Regions from separate parts of the Hordeum vulgare genome. Here regions 1 and 2 are each linked to region 3. The links are chromatin contacts, called in public Hi-C maps. All regions are on one chromosome and are shown on one strand. The core of a region is the stretch at or near the end of the contact, and the rest is flanking DNA. Distances in the headings are between cores, read along the strand shown.

Evidence for each region. A called contact is a pair of places that touch in the nucleus more often than the background predicts.
Region 1: a Hi-C map of seedling shows a contact between it and region 3, with 4 times the contacts expected there. The contact joins the promoter of LOC123396838 here to the promoter of LOC123399047 in region 3. A contact is called at or near these places in 3 of 6 Hi-C or Micro-C datasets (leaf and seedling) and 1 of 1 datasets of contacts at active chromatin or transcription factors (embryo).
Region 2: a contact with region 3 is called in a Hi-C map of leaf, with 4 times the contacts expected there. The contact joins the promoter of LOC123399343 here to the promoter of LOC123399047 in region 3. A contact is called at or near these places in 2 of 6 Hi-C or Micro-C datasets (leaf and seedling).

Annotation. Positions count from the first base shown.
Region 1 is chr5H:438,664,851-438,669,296 of MorexV3_pseudomolecules_assembly, forward strand. It overlaps LOC123396838 (protein AUXIN RESPONSE 4), which reads right to left and starts at 3,166. Exons shown (of 3, transcript XM_045091639.1): 1 at 2,966-3,166; 2 at 929-2,077; 3 at 1-181. The coding sequence starts at 3,166. The coding sequence ends at 38.
Region 2 is chr5H:439,034,010-439,038,349 of MorexV3_pseudomolecules_assembly, forward strand. LOC123399343 (glutamate receptor 2.7-like) reads right to left here and starts at 1,406. Exons shown (of 3, transcript XM_045093763.1): 1 at 972-1,406; 2 at 1-864. The coding sequence starts at 1,236.
Region 3 is chr5H:438,880,413-438,884,708 of MorexV3_pseudomolecules_assembly, forward strand. LOC123399047 (glutamate receptor 2.9-like) reads right to left here and starts at 3,006. Exons shown (of 4, transcript XM_045093475.1): 1 at 2,520-3,006; 2 at 435-1,741. The coding sequence starts at 2,829.

The sequences.
Region 1 (4,446 bases), core at 1,916-4,415, 220 kb before region 3:
AGGCATTTCTTAACCATGAATCTGATAGTTATGGTTTTCATAAAGCTGGATGATCGCTGTGAGCATCTGCTGGTTTGTCGGATGATTGGTCCATATTCTGAGACTGGTGCTCTGTCGCAGGTGTTGGTAACATGGTCACAAACTCTGCTATCAATTTTGAGATTTCCTCAGATGCATCCACCTGAAATTTCAAATTAACGGGAAAAAACCAATCATAATCTCAGCTTGCTTCTTTGCTATATAGTACCCCCTCCGTAAACAAATATAAGAGAATTTCAAATTAAGGGAAAAAAACCAATCATAATCTCAGCTTGCTTGTTTGCTATACAGTACTCCCTCCGTAAACAAATATAAGACGTTTTAGGTCACTACAGTAGTGATCTAAAACGTCTTACATCAGTCCTACTAAAAATAGAACCGCAATGACGGCAAGATGACTATAGTTAAGCAGCCATGCTTGCAAGGGAAAAGAGAAGACTACAGACGGTCATATATCAGTCAGTTATAAGAGGAGTTCTTTAGTTGCCCCCTTATAAGATACAGGGATGAGATTGTGAGCACCAACTCGTTTCTCGAAATGTGTGCATCCTTTGCCAATGGAGAACATGATAACAGTGCTAGTAGAACAATTTCGTCAAGAAATTTCATGATCAATTCATTCTGAAACCGTCCTACTATTTGGCAGTTTGATCGACATCATCTCATTATGAAATCTCTAGAAGTCCCACTTTGAGCAAGTACTAATTTGATTCAATTCTAACTCGACTCTTTTGTAGCAATGATGCACATAAAGGCAGAAGACCAACCATGACCATGTATGTATCTCTACATCAACTAAGCTAACACAAAAGAAACCAGTCCATCCATGACTACTAGGCATACTCCCCAAAAATGAAATTGATAAACATGTGTAGACAAACAGACTAACCTGAGGCCATCGACCGCCATAATGGTAGATGAATTTGGCGTCCGGCAACGCCTTGGTCACCTTCTTCCCCTCATCGATCCACTGATCCGACCAAGAACCCGACCACAGAACCATCATCGGCAGCCTCTTCACCTCCTCTGAAGAACTCCTCCACTCTGCCAGATCAAAGCTCTGATTCATGGCCTTCCAGGCCTCAAACACTGCATCGCTCTTCCCCTGCCCACGCATCGCCGCCCTGTGCGCGTCAGCCTCTTCTGCATCCATCCCCCGGGCGCAGGACAGACGCATCAGCCCCTTGAACAATGCCGGCACCCGCAGCACCAGCCTCCCCAGCACCGGCACGCCGAGAACCGCCGCCGGGAAAGCCGGCAAAGTGGCAGTGGCGTCGATCAGGGTGACACTCTGCACGGCCGTCGGGTTGGCGGACACGAAGGCGGCGCCGGCGGCGAGGGCGGAGTCGTGGAGCACGAGGTGGACAGGCGCGAGGCCGAGCGCGTCCACGGCACGGGCCACGGCCGCGGCCGCCTCGCTGGCCGCGTAAAAGGAGTGGGACGGCTCGGGGGCCGCTTCCTGGAACGGGACCTCGCCGGTCTCGACGAGGTGCTCGAAGGCGTGGAAGATGCCGCGGTCCATGATCTCCCGGAGCGGGTTCGTCCGGGGAGGAGGGGCGGCCGGGGGCGGCGAGAGGCCCTGGCCAGGGAGGTCGACGGACGCGGCGACGAGGCCCCGGGACGAGAGGGAGGAGAGGAGGCGGCGAAAGGAGAAGGATCCGGCGGCGAGGCCCGGGAGGACGAGCACGGGGTGGTGGTGCGCGGCGGAGTGGGCGGCGGGGCGGGAGGTGACAGCGAAGAGGTCGGGGCCTGGGTGGAGCTTGAGGAGGCGGCCGTCGGAGAGGTGGCGGCGGAGGAGAGGAGGGAGGGGAGGGGGGGCGTGGGGAGAGAGGAGGTGGGGGAGGAGGAGCGCGAGGAGGGAGACCGCGGCGGTGAGGTAGAACCAGAAGGGGAGGGCGGAGACGACGGAGAGCGGCCTCGGCGGCCGGGCCGGCGGCGGCGGCGCTTCTCGGCCGGGACCCGCGGCGGCGGGATCGTCTGTCATTGCTGGGTGGAGTGAGGAGTGGGGAGCGGGGAGTGGGGAAAGCTGTTGGGTTTGCTTGAGAAATCAGAGTTTTGTCCCCTGCTTTTGGGTGCGCGCGATGATGTCGCCAGTTTGCCATCGAAGTATGGGCATGCACTTCACATGGCAGAAAGCATCTTTGCTCTACCTGGCCACGCGCAGCCCGGCCCGGACGGCCCACAAATCCCGGGCCGGGCCGGGCCTAAATTTGCCTTTAGGCTGGGCTCGGGTCTGAAATTTGAACCCGACGGTTAGATTGGACCTGGTTCGGGCTTAAAGAATACTGATTTGAAGTCACGGTCGGACAGGGCTGGTCGAGCCGGGTCAGGCTTTTTTCGGTTCAGGTTGGGCTTGGGCCCAATATTTAGGCCTAATAATCTGGTCAGGCCCGATTCGAACCTGAGTTTTCAGCATCGGGCTTTTTTGGTCCGACCCGAAGCCCGGCTCGGTCTGAAGTATGCCCAGGTATACTAATAGATAGGATGCCAATCGGGGACGCCGACGGTTAGCATGGTAGCAAGGAGTTTTTTCTCTCCCTCTTATGGCGAGTGAACTGCAAAAAAACCCATCGGATTCGATGTTTGACACGAAATTACTATCACAAATCTAGGGTGCCCTAATTGTAAATTTCTTAATAAAAACAAATGATCGTTTTGAGGCACTTAACACGATTTCTCACACGGTTGTCCCGCGAGTCTTTTGCCACGTCAGACAAGCGAGATGGACACGGGGTTGACGATCGTAAGGCCTTGTGCTAGGTCAGACCGTCCTCCCACCTTTCTGCTTGTCCCTTTCCTCTTTCCCCTTTCGTTCTCTCTCTATCGAGCGATGGCGGTGGTTGCTAAACCTAGCGGCGACGGCGATGAGTCAGGTGGCGGCGAAGGGGTGGGAGGTGAGGGTGATGGATTCTCAAAGGTGGACAACTGGCTTGGCACAGGGACGAGAGGCGAGGATGATGGATTCTCGGAGGTGGACAGTTGGATCAGTAGTCATAGTTTGCCGACACAGCGAGCCCTTCACTGAAGCGTTCCCCTTCACCCATTCGTAGCCGTAGTGGGATATTGGGCTGCGGGTGGCGACGACCATGGCATGCAACATATGGGCTTCTGGCATGGGGGCAGCCATCAATGGGCTTTAGTGTTCGGGCATCGTGTAGTAAGTGTTCTTCCTCCTCTACCTCCCTCTCCGAGTGCTTTTTAGGTATATGCCTCCTAGAGTAAGTGGGTTCAAACGAATCTTAGGATTTAGGGTTATGCTTGTGACATGGTAGGAATTATTAGGGTTAGTGCATCTTTTGTAATTAGAGTTTAGGGCTACATTTAGTGCATACTAGAAGCGTTGGGCGCGCTTTGATGCGTCGATGGTGTTGTTGGGTTTCTTAAAAAAAATAATCACTCTAATTTAAAATATAAGGTACTCTTATAGTACTTTTTTGAAAATTCAAACCTTTTAAGTTCGATCAAATCTATAGAGAAACATATACGAATCCATAATATCAAATCAGTACTTTTAGATTCATCATGAAATGAGTTTCCATACTTTTTTTGTTCAATATTATGGATCTCGATATTTTTGCTCTAAACTTGGTCAATGTTAAAGAAATTTGACTTTCTAAAAAAACTAACACCCCTTATATTTTGGAACTGATGGAATATTTTAGTTTGACGGATGTGGGAGATGATAGACTGTGTTTTATTTTTATTTATATGCGGTGATTGATGGACCCTTTGTGGTGTGATTGTGTGTTATCCTCTAACCAACCTATATTTATGTGGAGAGATTTATGTGTCTGTGGTTGCATGTACTATATTGATGCTACAGTGTCACATGGTGACGCTTCTATTTCCTAGGCGGTGGGAGGGTGTGCGGAATTGATATATTTTCATAGGTGTTTGCTGTTGATTGATTTGAAATTTATTGGCCCGTGTAATATTGCAATTCAAAACCGACATTGAATGAAAGAGCTTCAAAATTGGGGAACATAATGAATTAAAAGAATTAAATAGGAGAGCTTGATAAATTGTTGGCCCGGTCAAAATTGGATGAGCCAATTCTAAATTAAATACCTCAATTAATTGTGAGTCCTTCAAAATTAGTAAGCATATTGTATAATATAAAAGAATTAAACAAGAGAGCTTTGAGTTTTTGTTGACCCGGTCAAAATCGGATGACCCAATTCTAATTGAAGTCCTTAGTTGAATACAAGCTCTTTAAAACTAGGGAGCTTAGAGTTATAGAGTATGTGTGCCTCCTCATAGTTTTTTTTCATGGATTTAGAGTTTAGGTTTATCATTTATATGCATGATTGATACGTCTCCAACGTATCGATAATTTATGAAGTATTCATGCCATGTTTGCTTATGTTTACAATACTTTTATATGATTTTTCTGCATTTTATATAATT
Region 2 (4,340 bases), core at 156-2,655, 150 kb after region 3:
CATCGAACTTCGTGCTGCTGATGGCTCGGAGGAAGCTGGGGCCCGATCTTGACTTCCCCAGCCCGGCGATGTCGGTCGGGCCGCCGGCGCCGCCTACCAGCCCCGGTGGCGATGATAATAAGTCGCTGGAGCTGAGTCGCTCTGCCGCGGACGCGATGGCCCACGCGGCGTCGTACGCCCACAGAGCGTAGCAGCCCATCACGGCTTCCGCCGGGTCGGCGTGCCGGTGGTCGCGCATGTACCGGTGCGCCCATCGTTTCTTGACCTCGCGCAGCCGCGTCGTGGTCGGCACGTAGGGCGTCAGCCCGATGACGCCCTGCGGCGGGTCGACCGAGCCAAGGAGGCCCGTGAGCCCGTCGGTGATGACCCACACGTAGCCCTCGTCCATCATGCCGGCTTCCATGGCGGCGATGAACACGTTCTTCGCGAGCCCGGGACGCGTGTGCAGCACAAAGACGCGCGTCTGCTCCGACTCCATGCGTAACAGCGCCGCGGCGATGGCGTCGTTCGACGCCGCGGCCGGGAGCGCGCATCGGTAGGGAACCTCGGTGCGCTCGGCGGTGAGGGCGTCGACGAGGAAGGGCACGAAAGCGGCGCCGTAGTCGTCGTCCTGGTAGATGGGCACGACGCGGCGCCACCCGAAGTACGTGGCGAGCGCGGCGATGGCGTCGGCCTGCAACGCGTCGCTCAGCGCGGCGCGGGCGAAGAACCTCGCCGTGGCAGGCGACACCGACGGGCTAGTAGCGGAGAAGGACACGACGGGGAGCTCCGCCTGGGTGGCGAGGTCGGCGACGAAGGCCGACTCGACGGACGACTGCGGGCCGAGGATGGCGCGCGCTCCCTGGGCCGTCATCAGCTGCAACGCTGCACGCACGCACGCAGCAAGGCAAGAACACGCGACGTCAAAACAACGATTGTGCAGAACGCTCCGGTGCGCGCGTGGAGAGCATCAGAAGCGCTGTCGTCCTTACCGGCGGACGCAGCCGCGACGACGTCTCCGCCGGAGTCGTGCTGCAGGACCCGCACCCGAGCGGAGGAATTGGGGTAGGCGGCGTAGAAGTCCTCGAGGGCCATGGGGATGGTGGTCGTGGCGATCTTGCCGACCGGCGAGCCGGCGTCGATGATGAACCCCACCTTGACCTCCGTCGGCGTGGCCGGCTGCGCCCGCGACGGCAAGAGGATTGAGGCGACGAAGCATACGACGAGGAGGAAGCGAGCGTCGGCGTCCCCTGCCATGGCACTGGGAGAGGGATCAGAGCAGTCAAGGGAAGAAGTTGTTTGCGGTCCACGAAGACGGACGCCCTGCGCTGCGTGGCAGCTTTGTATAGTCACCACATCCACATGTAGAGCTTTGTTTGTTTTTGGTTCGAAGCTGATTTGCGCGCATGCAAGTTGGGCAATTGGTTGGAACTGAAACTTGTAACTGGTCGTCGAACACGCTAAATAGGGTCGGAACCGGAGAAGGGTCAAATATGTTCCTAATAAGAGCATCTCCAACCGCAGCTTAAAAAATTCATATTCAATAATTTTTTTAGTGCATCACTGTAGCATTTTTAAAGCATGAGGATCGGAGCATCTCTAACAGACGCGCGCTATTGCGGCGCTCAATCCAGCTCGATCTAGCGGTCCCACCTACATCAGCTTAGAGTTTGCTGCGCGTACAAGTCGACGCACCAAATATGCTGCGCGCGATAATGTTTTTAAGCGCGTGCCCAAAAATTTTTAGCACACACATTATTTTGCAGCGTCTGTTGAAGCTGTCCGGTGCCCAAAAATCGAATCTTTTAACGCGCAGAGCGGTTTTTGAACGCCTGTTAGAGATGTTCTAAGGGTGGGATGGACTTGACAACACGGACACGGTTCATGAGCTCTAAAAAGTCATTTTTTTCACGAATGCTTTATGTATTTATACAAAGAGTGAAGTTAGGGCATCTTCAATAACGGCCCGCAAATCGCACGCATCCGTGAGGACCGTTCTATTTGAATCATAAAAGTCACTAAATGTGGGACTATATAAATACGTCGAGCAGTTTATACGTGTTTTCTCCCGCAAACCGAAATCAAACGTGTGTGTGTGGTGGGGAGAGGGGGGGAGTCCGGAACTCCGGACACGCAATCTTATTACTCTCGGGCGCCGCATAGAGCCCACCACTGCTAAGTGTCGTCGAGAACAAATCCGCGCACGAAAATATTCTATGACACACCCACATAAACGCGTCACTACCTGTTAAATTAGCACTAGCGATCGCTAAGTAGAACCCGCCGCAGCTATATTTTGCCAAAATTGAGCATCGAGGAAGGAAAACTAGTGGTGGTTGCCCATCAGGGCCCGCCACTGCTCATCCATCTACCTATGGCTGGCTCTAGGTCAGGCTCGTCACTGTTGGCTTACTCAAATAAATCCCATATGAGAGAATATATCTGTGGCGGTTTTACGAATTGTGCCCGCCACACTTAAGCCTCTAGCCGTGGCGAGTGGTTTTTGAGAATTGCTATTGCTAATTTTCTAAAATAGTTGTGGCGTGTAGCCCACTCCGTCCGTCACTAATTAGGGTTCACTTATAAGCCCGTTTCCAACGGTGACTCATTCATATGTTAATGAAATTGGTTCATGAATCTATGAAAACTTTGAGTGAAGACTTTCCAATTTTATCAATCTTAATTCTTGAATCATTTTGTTTCCCTCCTTATCATGATTACTTGCTACTCATTCCTTGTGTATGCCCCGTTTCATCACGATGACTTCGCCGTTATTTTGTTTTGCATGCACTTGAGTACTTTATCCACTGTGTAGCATTTCATCATCGTGAATTTCTTCACTTAGTATTCAATGACGAATTTATTAAAATCGCCCAATCACCCCCTCTAGTCGATATAACGCACTTTCAGTCTCCACCTTGCTTCAACTAACAATGGTCTCGATGTTCTCGGCGTCACAACTTTATCACCTCCATAACCATCATCGATCATCAATGCATTTTCATCGACAACCACTAGCGACGCGAGGGGTATTCCTGGGACTTCCCTGTAATACCCAAGATTTGGGCTAATTTTTTAATAGGCATCCTAATCTAATCAACCTACTTTGTGTTTCCCGAGATCCCCTCCCCTCGATCCCTTTCCTGCAGCCCTGCTCGCTGCTCCCCTCCCCTCCCCTCCCCTCGTTCCCTCCCCTGCTGGCCTGCTCCCAAGTCCCAACCCCAACCCGCGCGCCGCCGGCCCTCTCCCTTTCCTCCAATCCGGCCAACCCTCTCCCTCTCCTCCAATCCGGCTCTCCTTCCCACCCCTCCGGCGACCCAACGATGGCGAGGCGATGACCCCCGGCCGACTGCTCCTCTGCTGGCTGCAGGCTGCTGCCTGCTGCCCATCACTGTTGTTGCCGCTGGCCTGCCGGCCGGCCGACGGCCGCTCCCCTGCAGCCCTGCTCCAGTCCACCACGGCACCACCGCGGCTGCATCACCAGTTCACCACCGCTCCAGCCATCAGCCAATCCATCAAGGTTTTTTTGCCATCTATTTATTTAATTTCCACTGGTTCCATTGCCTATGATAGTATGATTCACATTGCCACTGCCATTAATTTCTACTTCATTTATGTAATCTGTGATGTAGATGAAGAAGAAGGATGTTTGTAATGCCCAAGATGTTGTCCTATCCTTATTTTAGTGCGAGGGCCTCAACAGAGATAGAAACGCATCTCGTCATTTCATAAGAATGGACATCGTTACAATTAGTACATGTACTGAAAAGATGAATATAAAGAGTTGGCTTACAGTTGCCACAAGCTACATCAGAATCACATCAGTAGAATACATATGATCATCATGAAGAAGAGCAGGGTTCGACTACGGACGGAAACAAACGATAAAAGAACGACGTCCATCCTTGCTATCCCAGGTTGCCGGCCTAGAACCTATCCTATATGTATGAAGAAGAAGAAGAAGAAACTCCAAGTAGCACAATCAGCGCGCTCACGTCACATTAATTCTTTACCCGTACCTGCAACTGGTGTTGTTGTAATCTGTGAGCCACAGAGACTAAGCAATCTCATTTCCAAAGGTATCTAGACTAGCAAAGCTTAATGGGTGAGGTATAGTTAAGTGGTGAGGCTGCAGCAAGCGACTAAGCATTTATCTGAGGTGGCTAACTTACGAGTACAAGAATGAAAGAGGGGAATGATCTACGCTTTGCGGACGTGATTACTGATGATCAAATGAATGATCCTGAACACCTACTTACGTCAGACATAACCCCACACTAGTAGAAAATAGGTCTTTCGTTTGACCCTTTAGTACCGGTTTGCTCTTGAACCGGGACTAATATGACCATTAGTCCCGGTTC
Region 3 (4,296 bases), core at 1,756-4,255:
AAGCAATAAAGTAAAATCTCCTAGAAGAAGAGTCACAAAATCTCGAAAATTTCTCATGAATGGTAAATTGTACAAAAATGTAATACAACCAGGAAAAAGAAAGGAACCGTACAATTTGTCAATGTAGACTACTTTTTCCTTGTTTGTGCACGGGTTGAACAAGCAACAATAAAGAAAGCTTTCAAGAACGAGGATAATATATGATTTTACACGCTCTGTACTAATGACCAACGGTCAATTAGATAATTACACTCTACTCTTTGTATACTTAATATTTGAGAGGAAAAACAATGAAATCCTAGTGTGGACAGGCCACTCTGATCATCGCACGAATTTATTTCATTTTTGCCAGTTTTAGCTCCAAATATATCGCCTCTGGGGTAGGAGAGATCGTAAAAAGGAGAAAAGTGGAACAAAAAGAAGTTCATGCATACCTTACGATAGACACTGTAGACAAGATCGTCATAAGTTCCTTTACTATTTCCTTTCTCGTCTGCAAACGGCTTATAGTGGCAGGGTACATTGTAGGATAATGTATTAACTACTGCCTCAAACACATCTATGCAGAACCCCTTGGGTTTACCATTTTCAAATTTTACAAATTCATCAAACCCAGGTTTCACAGGTACACCTATTTCAAGAATTTTATTCATTGGCAATAGCCAGCCTCTAGGTACAGTTTCAGTATATCCTGGTACAGTTTCATTATACCCTGGCCATACGATGGTGCCAAGATCAGCCTTCACATTTAGACTGCCAGAGATGCCAGATCCTGGAGTCCAAAAACCGACTACTCTTCTCTCCCGACCAATAATGTTAATTATCTTGTAATTGACCGATACTAACTGCATGTCTGCAATACAGAAGTTGCCGCTCATACCCATGAACTTGATGCCCAAGAGCGAGCCTCGCAATTTTTCAGCAGCCTTTGAAGTATCTATTCTGTCAAAGTCAGTGGACCCATTGTTTGTTACAGATACCCCAAAGTCTGAATTCACATATCCAGCCTTCTCTGCTGCTAATGCTAATGCCCATATGGTATCATAAGCATAGAGACCATACACTGCAGGCATACTTACTGCAATTCCAGGATTCTCCAATTGGTACTTCTTGCGCCATCTCTGACTAAGGTTTTGAAGTTCCATAGTATGTTCAACATGAGGTTTCACCCCAAGAACTCCTTGCATCACATCAAGGGCCGGAGAACCAGCCACGTCAAAGATATCTGTCAAGCCATATGCGATAATCCAGACAAAGCCCCGGCCCATCATCCCTTCATATTTAGCAAGCTTGAAAAATTTACGGGCTAAAGTATGAGACATACGCACAACAAATACACTTGTCCAGTTGTGTTTTAAGGTGGAGATGGCACTCTTTATATCATCCTCTGTAGCTGAAGGATGGATCTTGCACCTGTACGAAACATGGGTGTCGACTTGTCTAAGGGCGTCAACAAGATCAGGAATGAACCTGGTATTGGAATTGTCATCCTCGAAGACTGGGATGACTTCCCTCCAACTGTGTTTCTGAACAAGTGCGGCAATAGCTTCTGCTTGAGAGGAGTCGTTCCATGCTGTCCGGATGAAGTATGGAGTTTGTCCAGATCGCGACGGGCTATTTGCAGAAAATGAAATGATTGGGACCGATGATTTGTTCCCAAGCTCCGCAAGAAATTTAGCCTGAGTTGACGACTGCGGCCCAACGATCGCTTGCACGCGGACATTTTTCAGTAGATCAATACCTGCAATGATACTACTTTAAAACACATTTTACAGCAAATTAAGGGCCACTATCAAACAAATGCAAGCAAAACATGCATAGGTACAGTAGATACCAGTACCAGAGCTTTTTGGTGGCTCTGTTCACTAGCATATGATTAAATTGGCATAATGCCTGCAGTACAAAAGGTCTGGGACAGACGAGGTCGGTTTTACTTTTACCATAACAAAAACCACAACTGAGAACAATATTCCCCCTTTAATAATAAACAGATATAAATAACAACTTTCCAGAGTAGCTCTAGCTTTTCAACGCATGTACTTCAGTTCCAAATCTAATGTCTCCCCTGCCATGGGTGGACGCGGAGACTTTCGAAATTACTTGGCTCGACGAGCTGGGGGACGGAGAAGGAGGGGATACCTTCTATCTATATACCTCGGAGGGCGGCGCGACGGTGTCGAAACAAGCAAGCAAGGAGCCGAGGGCGCGCCTAGGAGCGCAGCGCCGGCCGCCGGCGACATGGGAAGGGGAAAAAATAATAGAAAAGGGCAACCGCGCCAGCCCCGCCGGACGCCATGGACTCGCCGCGTCAAACTGATGGGCCGGGGGGCAAACTAGGTTTGATCTTAAGCTGCTCAAGGCCCATGACTTGCCCACCCAAAATATTAGACCCATGTATATTTAGAAGATCATTTGGCCCATGCGCCCGTCTTCCTAGCGAGTACTGTCTGCTACCCCTCAAAAGAAAAAAAAGAGTGCTGCCTGCTCAGTTTGAACGAGGAGGCTGTTACGTTACGTACCTGCGGACGCGGCCTCGACGGCGCCGGGGCCGGTGTCTCGGAGGTGGAGCTTCAGCCTGGTGCGGTAGCCGGCGTGGCTAGCGTCGGCGTAGAAGTCCTCGAGAGCCAGCTCGATGCACGTCCAGCTGGTGTTCCCCACCCATGTCGACCTGTCCAAGATCACGCCCACGTCCACCGCCTGCTGCCGCCGCCGAGGAGGAGCCACACCACCCCGCCGCGCCGCGACACTGGAAGCGCCGAACAGAAGCACTAGAGCGAGGAGAAGGGCGTGGCGGCCGAGGACCGCCATGGCGAGCCGAAGAAGCGTCATGGCCCTCTTACTTTTGATGAAGGGAGCGATGGGTTTGTGATTGTGGCTGCCCTTACATGCACAACGCCAGCCAATTCCTTTGACTGACAGCTCTCTCTCGAAGCTCACACTCAGCTTATCTTGATCGTGTATTAACTGGTCATGGAATTTTCCGATATACTTGTGGTATTAGTTATGGGCATAGTTTTTCTTCTCGAAGGCGTGTCCGAAAAGCTTTCCCATTCATCTTCAGCTTGTGGTCATATTAGCCGTGGAGCTTTGAGTTGACCAGTGTCGGCACGGCTGGCTTTTTGTTCTTGCTGTTGTTTTTCTCTTTTTAGTTGCTGCGTTTTTACACGGTTGTTCCTTAGTTAATTGTGTCTTATTATGATTTTTGATCTATGTCTTTTAGTAAACTGGGTTACTCTGTTAATTTTTCTTCTCGTAATAAAATCGCAGAGCTCCTGCCTTGCAAGCACAAAAAAGAAAAAAAACTAGCCATATATCCTTCCGACCGGGTCAAGTACACATCTAGCTTCTTCTTTTTTTAGAAAAGGAGGAAGACCCCGGTCTCTGCATTGGAAGATGCATGCAGCCACTTTATTGATTATTTTTAAGGATCTTACAAAGTATTATAATAATATGTCTCAATCCGTCATCTTGGCAACATCTGCCGTTACTTCTATCCATATGATAAAGGGATGCTAGCTGGGCCAAATATCCGGACCACTCACCTAAGCCTAACATCAAAAGCCGGAAGCCCCAGCCGAGCCACATACCGGTCTGGGGCACAAACCGGTCTGACGCACTCACATGTGTCGTCGTCGCCATCTTTCACAGGTCCGTCTTCAGAGCAGATACTGAGGTTACTACCTTGTCTGGCCACTCAACCATCGACGTCACCATGACGCAAGACAGCTACCTCCTGCTGCGCGAGTCCATCTCCGCACATCGGGCACTGAGTCTCCACTGCGCCACGCCGTCGAGATCCACCGCCATCAATGGGTAAGATGAAGCACCACTCCACCAAAGAAGCCGCCCACTGGTCCCTCGATCCCGTGTACGCCTCCAAGAATGACACCCCCAAGGAGGAAACGACGCCAACGCGACACCGTCATATGATCTACTGATCTATGGTTTCCCCCCGAGGTAGCGGATAGAGGTCTGGAGCTTCTCCACAACTATGCCTTCAAGAAGGTAACGACACAAAAGAGTGTCGCCATCGCCAGTCTTGCCATCAAACCGAAAACGAGGTTTTCGCCCGAATCCGGTCGAAGAACCTTCGTCCAGCTTTTGTGCACGGATCGCCGCCTTCTCTATCGGAGACTAGACCAAAAGGATCCAGCCGCCGCTGCCAGATCCATGCAGCCAGCACCGGGAGATGGGTCTCCCTGGACCGGATCTAGCACCAACCGGAGCAGATCGGGTCGGAGACGATAATACCCCTGGAGCTCCGGCAGGCGAGCGAAGAGTCACCGGCACCACCGC